Regions from separate parts of the Zea mays genome. Here all the other regions are linked to region 2. The links are chromatin contacts, called in public ChIA-PET and Hi-C maps. All regions are on one chromosome and are shown on one strand. Each heading gives the region's core, a stretch centred on a gene start, on an enhancer-like site or on the middle of the called end of the contact. The rest is flanking DNA. Distances are from core to core; before and after follow the strand shown.

Region 1 (3,746 bases), core at 679-3,178, 150 kb after region 2:
CTTGACAAGCAAAACACTAGTAACAACTGTACAAAAACTTCAGTCAGCAAAGGCAGTCAGTTCCCTGTGCCTGGATTACAGTGCCAAAGAATCTTTCACATATTTACATTGATGGACAAATGTACACCTCAATTATAATAAATTGCATTAAAGAATCAAAATTAGAAGGAAACTTAGTTGAACACAAAGTAAAAAAACACACAAAATAACTAACTCGGAAGTGTGAAAAAAGATAAGCAGCGAATGATTTTCTGAACGTGCTACTAAATCCGAATAGGTGCTCAATCAAAGTTCACGAGTTACAACAAGGTCCCATGAAACAGAATAGAAACTACATAGACATTTATTCGGTGCATCTAAGGAGTCTTATATCCCTTCATAAAAGTCTACAAAGAAGGAATCTCTTATAGTTCCATCCTGTAACCAAAGGGAAAAAGGGTAGACAACGGAATTAGGTGGTTGGCTGAAGAAAAGGAAGTCTCGTTAGCTCTAGCTCAGGTCCATGCCATCTCCAACCTGGCTCGGGATTGGAGACACAGCTGAGTAGGACCTCTCGAAGGGGGAAGGATGCAGCTGTGCACCACGCCTGCGCTTAAAGGAGCAGCCTTCATTGCTGTCCACTTCGTGCTTCCTGCGGATACCCCTCACTGCTTGCTGCTCCAATGGAGAGAGCGGAAAAAACTGCCCACTCACTCGGCAGAGCGAGTTATGGTTGTCATAGAGGATTCTCTGGTTACAGTTTTTGTCACAGATGTGAGTGGTTCCAGTCAGTTTGCAACGGTACATGTTCCCAAAAATGTTCTCGTTCTGGCACCTCTTGTCACACTTGTGACTAGGGTTTGATCCTTCTGTGTTAAGGATTGCGGACAAGAAAATCACATTGCTGGGCTCAGCAATCACAGATTTGCCAAATACCTCCATTGCACTGCCGCAAGGAAACGCTTCACAGGCCCCTTTCAGTTTGAGGTCAGAACTTTCTGCAACTCAAAACAAAAATTTGCTTCAGAGTCCTGTCTGTGAACTATTATGCTACTGCTGAGCAGACTCATCTAAGTAATATGCGTAAGAAAGGTAGACCACTGTGCATTGACAACTGCATTGTGATAAGAACAGATTAACCGACAGTGTGTAATCTAGCATAATACAAAACAAATTATAGCACAATGATTTCGCGCCAATTTTTACCCAACTGCCAACGTCATAAATCTGAAAAAGTTCACTCACGCCTAACACTATAATAATGACATAATCCACTGGATTTCATGCAGTTTGCCCAAATCTATAAAAAATTCATGGTACCAAACCTAAATCTAAGTTGCAGATAGAACAGCTGGCATTGAACCTTGAACGATTTTAAAATTAGCCAAGTAGATATATATAGAATCTCGCAGATACAAACAAAAACTGGAGGACCTTCCCAAGTCAGCACGCATCCCTTTCAACCGGGTAGGTGAACCAGAAACCACCCTCACCATAATTAAACAAACGTGGACCCAGAAACCTAACTGCCCCACTCCTCTCCTCCTTTCACCAGTGCAATTTTACTAGATCTGAACGGTAAAACCCCTCTAACCGACAATCACCCCTATCATCCGCAATAAAATCAAATTAATTCTTCATATAGCGGCATTTCAACGTCCAAATCCACGATAAAACATGACCGAACGATAAGATTAACAACATCTAGCTAAACCAAATTCAAGACGGAGCATCTTCGTTGCTCGGACCCAAAATATTCGCGACTAAAAGGCCTATGTCGATTAAAAGCGATGGAACTTACCAGCGAGGTCGAAGGTGCAAGCCGAGGCAGAATAGATGTGGGATGGAACAGCAGGAGACGACGCGGAGGGCTTCGTCCTCCCCCTCTCTCGCTCTGTTCTCTTTCTCTCTCTACGCCCGTTAAACACGGACCACGAAGCCAACAACAACGGCAGGGGAGGAGGAAGGGGTCTCATTTATAGGATGCGCGGCCTTCGCGAAATGACCGAGATGCCCACACATGGGTCGAGCAGCTTGAGATGTCGACACGAAGCTCAGTGGCAAGTGGCAACACGCGCAGTGCCCCCCTGGCTCCGTGCACCAGCGGCGGCTCCGATTGGCTTGGCTCACGGCTCGATCAGTGGGTCCTGTCTCCGATTGATGGTTTATCCATTCTATATTTCTATACTTGACTTCTCGTACGGCAATTTAAATAAAAAAATAGAAAACATATACTGCACAGAAAAAAGGAGATTTTTTAAAGAAATAGCAATAAATATATGATGAGAAAAAATCTATATTAGGAAATAGAAAATTATATCGAAAAGTGAGAATAACATATATGTTTTGATAAAATTCGAACATATAACTTGAACAATTTTAAGACAGGGGAGTTAACTAATTTTGGAACATAGGGAATATTTCGTCAGTCATAAAATAATTGCACGTCACGCTTTAAATTATTTTAATTTTAACTAAAAACATGTAAAATAATATTAATATTATAAAAGTATATTTTAGATTTAATCTGATGATATTTATTATATGTTATATATATTATATACATTGGATTAGATGTTAAAAAGATTGACTTCTTGTAAAATAAGATGTATATTTATTTTAGGACGGATGTAGATAATATATAGACATCGGCTTGTGTTGTGTCATTGTTCTCCGGGAGTTTTGGTGAAGCTAAACTACTACTACGATTAGTTTGCTCCGTTATTTCGTGGCAACCACATGACAAATAGACACGTTTTTTATCAGCAAATACACACGTTGATGCCACCATAGCAAGATCCAGGAGGAACCCCACTAGTCAGAATCAGTAGAGCACTTTAACCCACAAGGCCACAATGGTTGTAGCACGGTTACTACATTACCCGTACTTTATAACTTACCTTTACTGATATATATAACTCGCGGTAACGTTACGATTCATTAGAGGGGAAGGGTCGACGACAACGCGAGAGGAGATATTGACGACGTCTAAAAGTCGCATAGAGGGGGTTGGATAAACGGAAACTGAAATTTACAAACTTTAAGCACAACTACAAGACAGGGTTAGCGTTAGAAATAAAACCGAGTCCGAAAGAGAGGGCGAAAACAAATCAACCAAGAAAAAAAACGAGTGACACAGTGATTTGTTTTACCGAGGTTCGGTTGTTGCAAACTGAAAGGGAAATAGGGTTACACCTTTTCCTAAATAATTTTGGTGGTTGAATTGCCCAACACAAATAATTGGACTAACTAGTTTGCTCTAGATTATAAGTTCTACAGGTGCCAAAGGTTCAACACAAACCAATAAAAAGTCTAAGAAAGGGTTCAAATAAAAAGGAGCAAAACCAACCGAAGGCTGCCCTGGTCTGGCGCACCGGACTGTCCAGTGCACCACAGGACAGTGTCCGGTGCACCAGGGTGAATCAACTCCAACTGCTCAGCTTCGGGTTTCTAGAAATGCCACTCCGCTATAATTCACCGGACTGTCCGGTGTGGCACCGGACTGTCCGGTGTGCCATGTGGAGCAACGGCTAACAGCGCCAACGGTCGTCTGCAAAAGTGAATAGTGCATGAACAGTGCGCGGACAGCGCGCGCTGAGTCAGAGCAGGCGCAGAAGGCGCACCGGACAGTGAACAGGGACTGTCCGGTGCACCACCGGACTATCCGGTGGCCCCACATGTCAGAGCTCCAACGGTCGAACTCTAACGGTTGGGTGACGTGGCTGGCGCACCGGACAGTGTCCGGTGGCGCACCGGACTGTCCGGTG
Region 2 (3,902 bases), core at 41-2,540:
TTTTTCAAACAAGCGCAAACACGACGGATACTAAGGGGGTGTTTGGTTTGCCCCTGCTAAAATTTAGCCACTATCACATCGAATGTTTGAACCTCCGTTCGGGGTATTAAATGTAGTCGGATTATAAAACTAATTTCTCAGCCGAAGATTAAAAAGTGAGACGAATCTAGTACAGTTGGTTGGGTCTATATTTCATACTCCTACTTGAAAGTCAAACGCTTGATGTGATCCGGGCTAAACTTTAGTCCACAGAACCAAACACCCCCTAAGAGTAAGAGGTGATAAAATATATTATATTAGATATGAAGTGCTCAACTTTAGCACACAATAGCACAAGGGGTGCTAAAGTTTAGCGCGTGGGCATCCAAGCAGGCAGGACCGAGTCCGGTAACCATGCAATAATTAAGCTGAGGCCACTTTCTTTTCTCACTGGTGGATTGCATGTCGTCATTCTGAATACCACATCGAAACTACGGTTACAAATTATGTTCATATAGTTGCCCAAATATAAGAAAAAAAAATGGAGAGAAACTAATCAACTAGCTAGCTGAACTAGAGGGGGAAAAATGCCATCTGTTTTCCAGAGAAGACGGCAATAACTTTGTGTCTTTGTCTGCTGGACAACAGTCGAACCAGTTTGTCGGGAGGGAGAGTCTCTGGTCAGCTAGACAGACGTAGGAGTAAATAGTACGTAAACATCAAGAGGAAGAATAGTAGTAAAATATAGGCATGGACAAGGACAAACGTGTACGCCAGCAGGCACGCATACGCATCCATGTTCGACCGACCTTCACGCGAGGCAACGGTGTAAAAATCATGCATGGTGCTCTCGTCGTGCCGAACTTGATCGTCGTCGTGTTCGTGTAGCGGAGGCTCTAGAGGGAGCTGAACAGGGCGAGCAGCAATAGCTGAACAAGCGCGAACTTGAAAATGACTCCAAACATCCCCACGCGTTCCAGCCAACTCCAAAACGTCCCATCCAAGTTCTACAAAAAAATGATAAGCCTGACCGGCGCTATCTGAACCCAGCGCGCTCGCACCCTTTGGACTGGTTGCTTATCCCTAAAGAAAGGGAAGAAACACAACGCGCAGGCGGCCAGGCGCACGCCGCGCACACGCATATGGCACCTTCCAGTAGCGTTGCGTCGCCCCCGGGACGACACAAACACGCACGGGACGGGACCCGGCGGTGGGAACTGGGAACCGAACACCAACCCCACCTGGCGGCGTGCGCGGGGGGCTATAAAAGCCTCCCAAGTCCCAACCTCCCTTGCTCGGCACCGCAGCTAGCTCTCCTCACAAACAGCAAACCGACTGACTCCAGTCCACACAAGGCAAGGCAGACCCGAATCGTCTTCGTCGTCGTTGTTGCGAAGAGACATACTAGTGGAGGAGTAGGCGGCCATGTCCAACGTGCCCACCTCCCTACGCGACTCCCCCCTCACCGTCTTCCGCCTCGCCATCTCCAGCTCCGACCCGTGGCCCTTCTCTTCCTGCCTCTAACCACCAGCCCCTCGAGTCCGTCCCTTCCCCTTGTTCTTCTTGCAACCGAGCAGCGACCAACCAAGCAAGCGACACCGATCGAGAGCTCCACCGATCTGGCGACCGTCATGCCCGGAAAGCACCAGCAGCACATGACGGCAACGGCAACGGCGGCGGCGGCGGCAGCAGCGCCCAAGGGGTGCGTGACGGTGCGCGTGGGCCTGGAGGGGGAGGAGCAGCGCCGGTTCGCGGTGCCGCTGGGCCACCTCAAGCACCCGCTCTTCGGCGCGCTGCTGGAGGAGGCCGAGCGCGAGTACGGCTTCCGGCACCAGGGCGCCCTCGCCATCCCCTGCCGCGTCGACCGCTTCGTCCAGCTCGAGCGCCTCATCGGCCGGGACCTCCACGGCGCCTGCGCCCACCACCTCGTCGACCTCGACGGCGCCGCCGCCGCCGCCGCGCAGCACCAGCACCAGCACCACCTCCACCTGCCGCGCTTCGTTGGCTGCTTCCGCGCCTGACGACACGGTCCGTCCGTCCGTCCGTCGAGGCGGTCGCTGCTGCTTGTTTTACTACTTGATTAACCAGCCTTTGGTGTGGCTCGTCCTCCCTCTCCGGATCTCTCCCGTTTCTGCTTGAAGCTCTGTGGCGAGAGAGACATGGGCCAGGGTGGGAGGACGATGCATCTAGCTGTTGACGATGGCGAAAAATTTGTGATGATCGTGGATATCAAGTGTAAAGATCTAGAGAGGATGATGATGTAGCTTTTCTCTATTTTCTTTTCATTTCCTTATACGTCAACACTTACTCTGCTAATACCATGCTCTGCAGAAGTACTTGTGCTAGCTCTATTCTTGTAAACTATTACTCCTTCGGTTTCAAATTATAATTTGTTTGACTTTTTTTCTCTATATTTAACCGACTCATCTTATTTATTTTTTTTTCAAAAAAAAATCCGAAACCACATTCAAACGAGAATTATAAATTGGAATTGAGGGAGTATTATTTTTTTGCAATATATGCAACGATTATTATGCTTCACAAACGCGTCAACACCAACACCAGCAGCGCATCTGATTCGATGAGCTAGACTAGCACTATAGCCAGCCGAGACTCGCTTTCCCGTCAAGCTTTCCGAGCGACGTGCCATTTCACCAGAGCAAATTCGTGAGCAGTTAACACGCGCCAGCAGGGTCCACACATAATAATAATTACTACTCCAATAGACTGTAAGTAGTTTACGTTGATGGAAAATTCGTCGTGCAAGGACAGCTCGGTTGTTGTCCACCTTTCCGAGCATATTCCATTGTAATATCCGTAGCAGCATGTACTAGTAACATTCTTATATATGTGATATGTCCGTGTCGAGCTAGCTTTTTTTTAACAGTACGTAAATATATCACTTGGAAACAGTCACGAGATAATTGTTTCTTCTCTGTCTAATCGCAGTTGCTGAATCAACAAAATCACAGCTAGCTGTTCCTTCCCCTTGCTTCCTCTAACCAAGCACGAACTAGTACCTGCCAACCAAACGAACCAACCTACCAGCGGCTCCGTCGTCTTGAATTGAATCAGCCGCAATGCGCGCAGCAGCTGGCGTGGCGGAGTCGAAAGTCCAAGGCCAGGCCAGTGACCACCTGGGTGTTCGGAGAAGGTTTCCGGAAATCTCGCCGCGAGCTAAAGCGCCGCCAGCACGCAATGAGCGCACACAACCTGACAGGCCTTTTCCCACTAATCCGCCATGGACGGCAAGCACATGCGTGCGTGTGAGTAAGTATTCGATGTGTCGGTTTCAAATCAACGGCCCCTCCTCTCTTCTGGGCTCTGGAATTTTAATTAAATTGGATCCGAAATCCATTTCTCGGACAGAGAAAAGGACACTGAATCTGATCCTCACCTACCCAAGAGAACCCCAATTAAACCCAAGCGTGGTATTTTATGGCGATCGAGTACACCTGTTTAGTAGTACTTGAGGTCGTCGTTGTGGGTCGTCATTCATTCCGTGCTACTACGTGGCATCTGTTTATGACGTGAAGAAGGAGATATTGCAACCATCTGATAGGCTAAAATTTAGCCTGCATGCAATGACAACTTTGTACTCTCTACATCTGATAGACTGAATAAGTACCGTCAAATCAATGCGTGTCATGTGTTTGTAGATTGAACGTATTCTATACTATTAATTCATCTCAATGCTACATATCAACACACGAATTATTTGCCCATATGACCACACCCCTACTATATATTGAGAAGGTTGCATCACGCGTGCGTCCCTTATTTGTTCGTCTGAAACTCCAAATAGTTGCGTGTGTGTTAGGATGGCTTCTAGATGCTACATGAGTTTGTTTTGCCAATTCTTGTGTCTAGCTGTTTTTGCTCGAAATTGAAAGCTCATTCTGCCTTTACTCGGCAAGTAGGGT
Region 3 (3,643 bases), core at 198-2,697, 130 kb before region 2:
TTGAGATTTATTAATGATCTAATTTTTGAAAATTACAAATAGACTTCTTTAATGCAGGCTACTTTTAGGGGGGGACATATTGGTTGCAGTTCGGGGCACTGCTGCAGCGTGATAATGAAACAAAGGAGTCTTTTGGGTTAACAAGCATAAAACTAGAGACCACTGCATTGGAGTTGTTTGTTCCTATGGATGAAAATTTAATAATAAACTGTCGTGCATAATTTTTGTATTTCTTGTTTCGCTGACTTATCTTCAACAATGTCGTTGAAACTAGGTAATAATGTAAACATTGTGTGTGAAGACGCATTGCGGGAAGTCTCTTCCATTTTCTAAAAAAATCAAAAGGGAAGGACAGACAGACCCAGTTTGCAAATTATGTGACTGCAGACAAGAAACTCATCTGCACATGATAGCTAAATGCAGCTATGCCAAAAGGCTATGGCGGCAGGTGGGACTTTCACATAATGAGCAAGGTCTGTCAACTAACACGATAAACATCAGGGAGTGGTGGATGCAGATTTTACCAAAACGCAGGGGCAAGGGGATGAGGTGCAGCGAGCAAGTCCAATAACCTACAGTGCTTGGAATTTGTGGAAGGAGAGATGCTGGCGAATCTTTGATAATAGGTGCACACCACAGCAATAACTTCTGCAAGGCATCGTTAATGATGTACAGATGAAAGGCCTAGCACACGAGGATAATCCGTAGTACTTCACTAGTTTCCCAGTTTTTTCATTATTTGCTGTTTTCATTACCCTGTAAATATTCAGACTTTGCTTTGTACTGGATGAAAAGGCAGAGCACCTGCCAGTTCTGTTGAAAAAGAAGTCATCCAGGCAAGATTCACGAAAACTAGGAAGGTTTTTGGCATCTTCTATTTACAGAGAAAATAAATAGAGTAATGCCTGTACACCGTGACGTGCCAACAGCAAATCTCTAGGTTCATTAATTCGGAACGTTCTCGTACCACAGCTTGTACGTGCTCTACTACCTAGAGTCACAGGCAGGGGACCCAAGCAGTTCCAACGAACGGCAGAACGAGCCTCAAGTCGACATAAATCCGGAGAGAAACACGTCGATTTATTACAGTAGATACCGTCGGGTTGAAGTGATCCAGGGTTTGGTTCATCCAGTGCTCCTCCCGAGTCAGGTAACGGTCCGCGCCGCCGAGGAAGCCCCCTCCTCCGGCGGTCGGCGGCGGGAGCCAGAGACTGACGGCCTCGCCGCCTCGCGCGAGCATGAGGAGGATGGCGGCCGCGGTGACGAGGTGCACGGCGGCGGTGGCGATGCGGGCGGACGCGGACCCCATCGCCGGCTGCTTGATGCGGACCGGTAGTGGGATCGATGGGAGTGGTGAAATGGAGATCCTTTGGAGCTCAACAGGGCAAGAGCAAGCAAAGCAACTGCCAAAGGCGGCGCCGGGCGAAACCGTACACGGAAATTTTTTTTCTTCCCTTTGTGGGGGAGGGAAGAAGAAGCGTGCGCGGTTCTTTTTTTTTTCCTTTTCCAAGTCCAAGAGAGGTGCGGGTTTCTTTTTTGTTTTGCGAGTGCAAGTGTACACCTACTTCGTTCTTTTCTTTCCTTTTATTTTGAGTCAATTTTGTGCTCCCTATTCAGAAAACAATATAATTTTTAGTATAGTATCAAGTTATATTATTCTGAGTTTATCTAACTACATAATGTATACAAAACAAATATTTATGATATATATTATTATATTAGTCAAATGCGATTTTTATATATAATATAGATAGATATTGATTAAATGAGATATTTATATAAACATAATTACACTTTTTATTTTCCAAATATTAGTATATGTATATTTAAAATAAGCAAACATATATTTTGGTGGAAAGCGTTGACTCCCCAATCTTCCATCATTTTTGCCGCGATTTCCTGCACAGCGCGCTGTGCGCGGAGTAACGCAGGAATGAATTATTCCCGTAATATTTTTTTGCAATTTATTATATATTTAGAAACTTTAATAAATGATGTCTTAGTACTTGTTTGGACCGAGGTGAGATAGAAGAACATCTCTAACAACTTCTAAAAATATTTCTCACAATACATAGATATTGAGATATTCCTAACACTTTACATCCTAAAAAATTACTACTACTCCAACAACTCCCAAAAAAATCCATACACTCCATCTTCACAATCTGCTAAAGTAACAGGAACTATATCGCTAAATAAGGATGTAAATGGTCGGTAAAATTCGGTAAATTTTTGGTACGTTTACCGATTTTTTCCACCGTTTTCAGATTTTTCAGGATATACGGAAAACGGGTCGGAAACGAGATATATTGTTACGAAAACGGTACGTTAAACAGTGAGACATAATTACCGTCCGTTTTCGGATTTCTCAGAAAAAACCGATATTTCCCGTTTTTTACTGTATTTTTTAGATCCACAAAACAAGTGATCCAGACGACATGCCACATAATTTCTAGTTTATGTATCGTGTGTTTAAGACTTATATACTATGTGATTAAAACTTTAGTGGACATGTATGATCATTTATGTGTGGTCATGACCATGTATTGTGTATTTGTGTGGTTGAGACCTATATGTGGATGTGAATGAACAATCGTGTTTTAAGACTTGTGTTGTGTGTTAAAATTTAAGAGTGGGCATGTATGAGTGTATGACCAATTATATGTGGACAGTATTGTGTTTTGTGTACTTTTGTGAATGAGACTTGTATGTGGATGTGAATGAACAATTGTGTGGTTAGGATTTGTTTATTGTGAGATTTTCCAATTACAGTTACATTTTTCCGATCAATTTCGAGCTATTTTGCTCGGATTTATCCGTTTTCGATATACTGAAATTTATCGGCCGTTATCCGTTTCCGACTTTCCCGTTTACCGATTCGGACCGAACAAAAAAGTATATGGGTGAAATCGGTGAGAAGTTTTTTCTGACTTATAGACCGTTTCACCCTTATTGCTAAATGACTTGCCCCAAAACATGTTGATATTTACGGTCAGACCATATATGGCTTCAATTCTTTTGGACCAGCAGCCTACAAAATGCACATATTATAAAACAAATTTCATTAGTAATATTGGGCTGCACATTCGAAAGGCTATTCACTTGGGCTTTGGCTCTTCCCTTGTAGTGCGGAGAGCCAGGAGACATTCATTGATTGAGTGAGATTAATGGGGCCGCATTTTATGGCATCAGGCCGTCATGGGCTATAGGATTTCGTCGGTCTTCACTTTGTACTATCAGTTTGATGGGCTCTAGGACAGGAAGTAATAACGAAGAAAAAGAAGAAGAAACGCCAACGCTTCCAACAAAGTCACGGATGGGGATATCAGGCATTTTGCGCGGCGCACTCGAAACAGCGAGGCGGAGCATCAGGCATCATCAGCACGGCGCTAAACGCTTGCGGTCAAAATTTTGAAAAGGCGCCGGGCCGGGGCGAGGCGATCGAGCCGGGCCCGGGCGCTGCCAAGCCGCGTACGTGCGCGCAGGCCCGCGCCGCAGCAGAAGGGAACAAAGCAACACACCAAGGAGGGGGAGGGGGGGCCGCGCGGCGCGGCGCGCCGGTAGAGGGACCAGCAGACCGGCCGGCGCGGACCCAGCAGGCGAGCGAGTAGCAGCAGGAGGTGACCGGTGTTTCGGTTGGTAG

The links. A called contact is a pair of places that touch in the nucleus more often than the background predicts. ChIA-PET counts read pairs in DNA pulled down with a chosen protein or histone mark.
Region 1: a contact with region 2 is called in a Hi-C map of tassel, with 4 times the contacts expected there. The contact joins the promoter of LOC100275668 here to the promoter of LOC107546748 in region 2. A contact is called at or near these places in 2 of 25 Hi-C or Micro-C datasets (ear and tassel).
Region 3: an H3K4me3 ChIA-PET map of seedling shows a contact between it and region 2, with 3 times the contacts expected there. The contact joins the promoter of LOC100283354 here to the promoter of LOC107546748 in region 2. A contact is called at or near these places in 10 of 25 Hi-C or Micro-C datasets (bundle sheath, ear, endosperm and 4 more) and 2 of 3 datasets of contacts at active chromatin or transcription factors (leaf and seedling).

Annotation. Positions count from the first base shown.
Region 1 is chr1:230,051,565-230,055,310 of Zm-B73-REFERENCE-NAM-5.0, forward strand. It overlaps LOC100275668, which reads right to left and starts at 1,929. Exons shown (of 4, transcript NR_153787.1): 1 at 1,781-1,929; 2 at 916-977.
Region 2 is chr1:229,898,066-229,901,967 of Zm-B73-REFERENCE-NAM-5.0, forward strand. It overlaps LOC107546748, which reads left to right and starts at 1,291. Exons shown (of 1, transcript NM_001322423.1): 1 at 1,291-2,099. The coding sequence starts at 1,611. The coding sequence ends at 2,000.
Region 3 is chr1:229,769,571-229,773,213 of Zm-B73-REFERENCE-NAM-5.0, forward strand. It overlaps LOC100283354, which reads right to left and starts at 1,448. Exons shown (of 14, transcript NM_001366962.1): 1 at 1,097-1,448. The coding sequence starts at 1,309.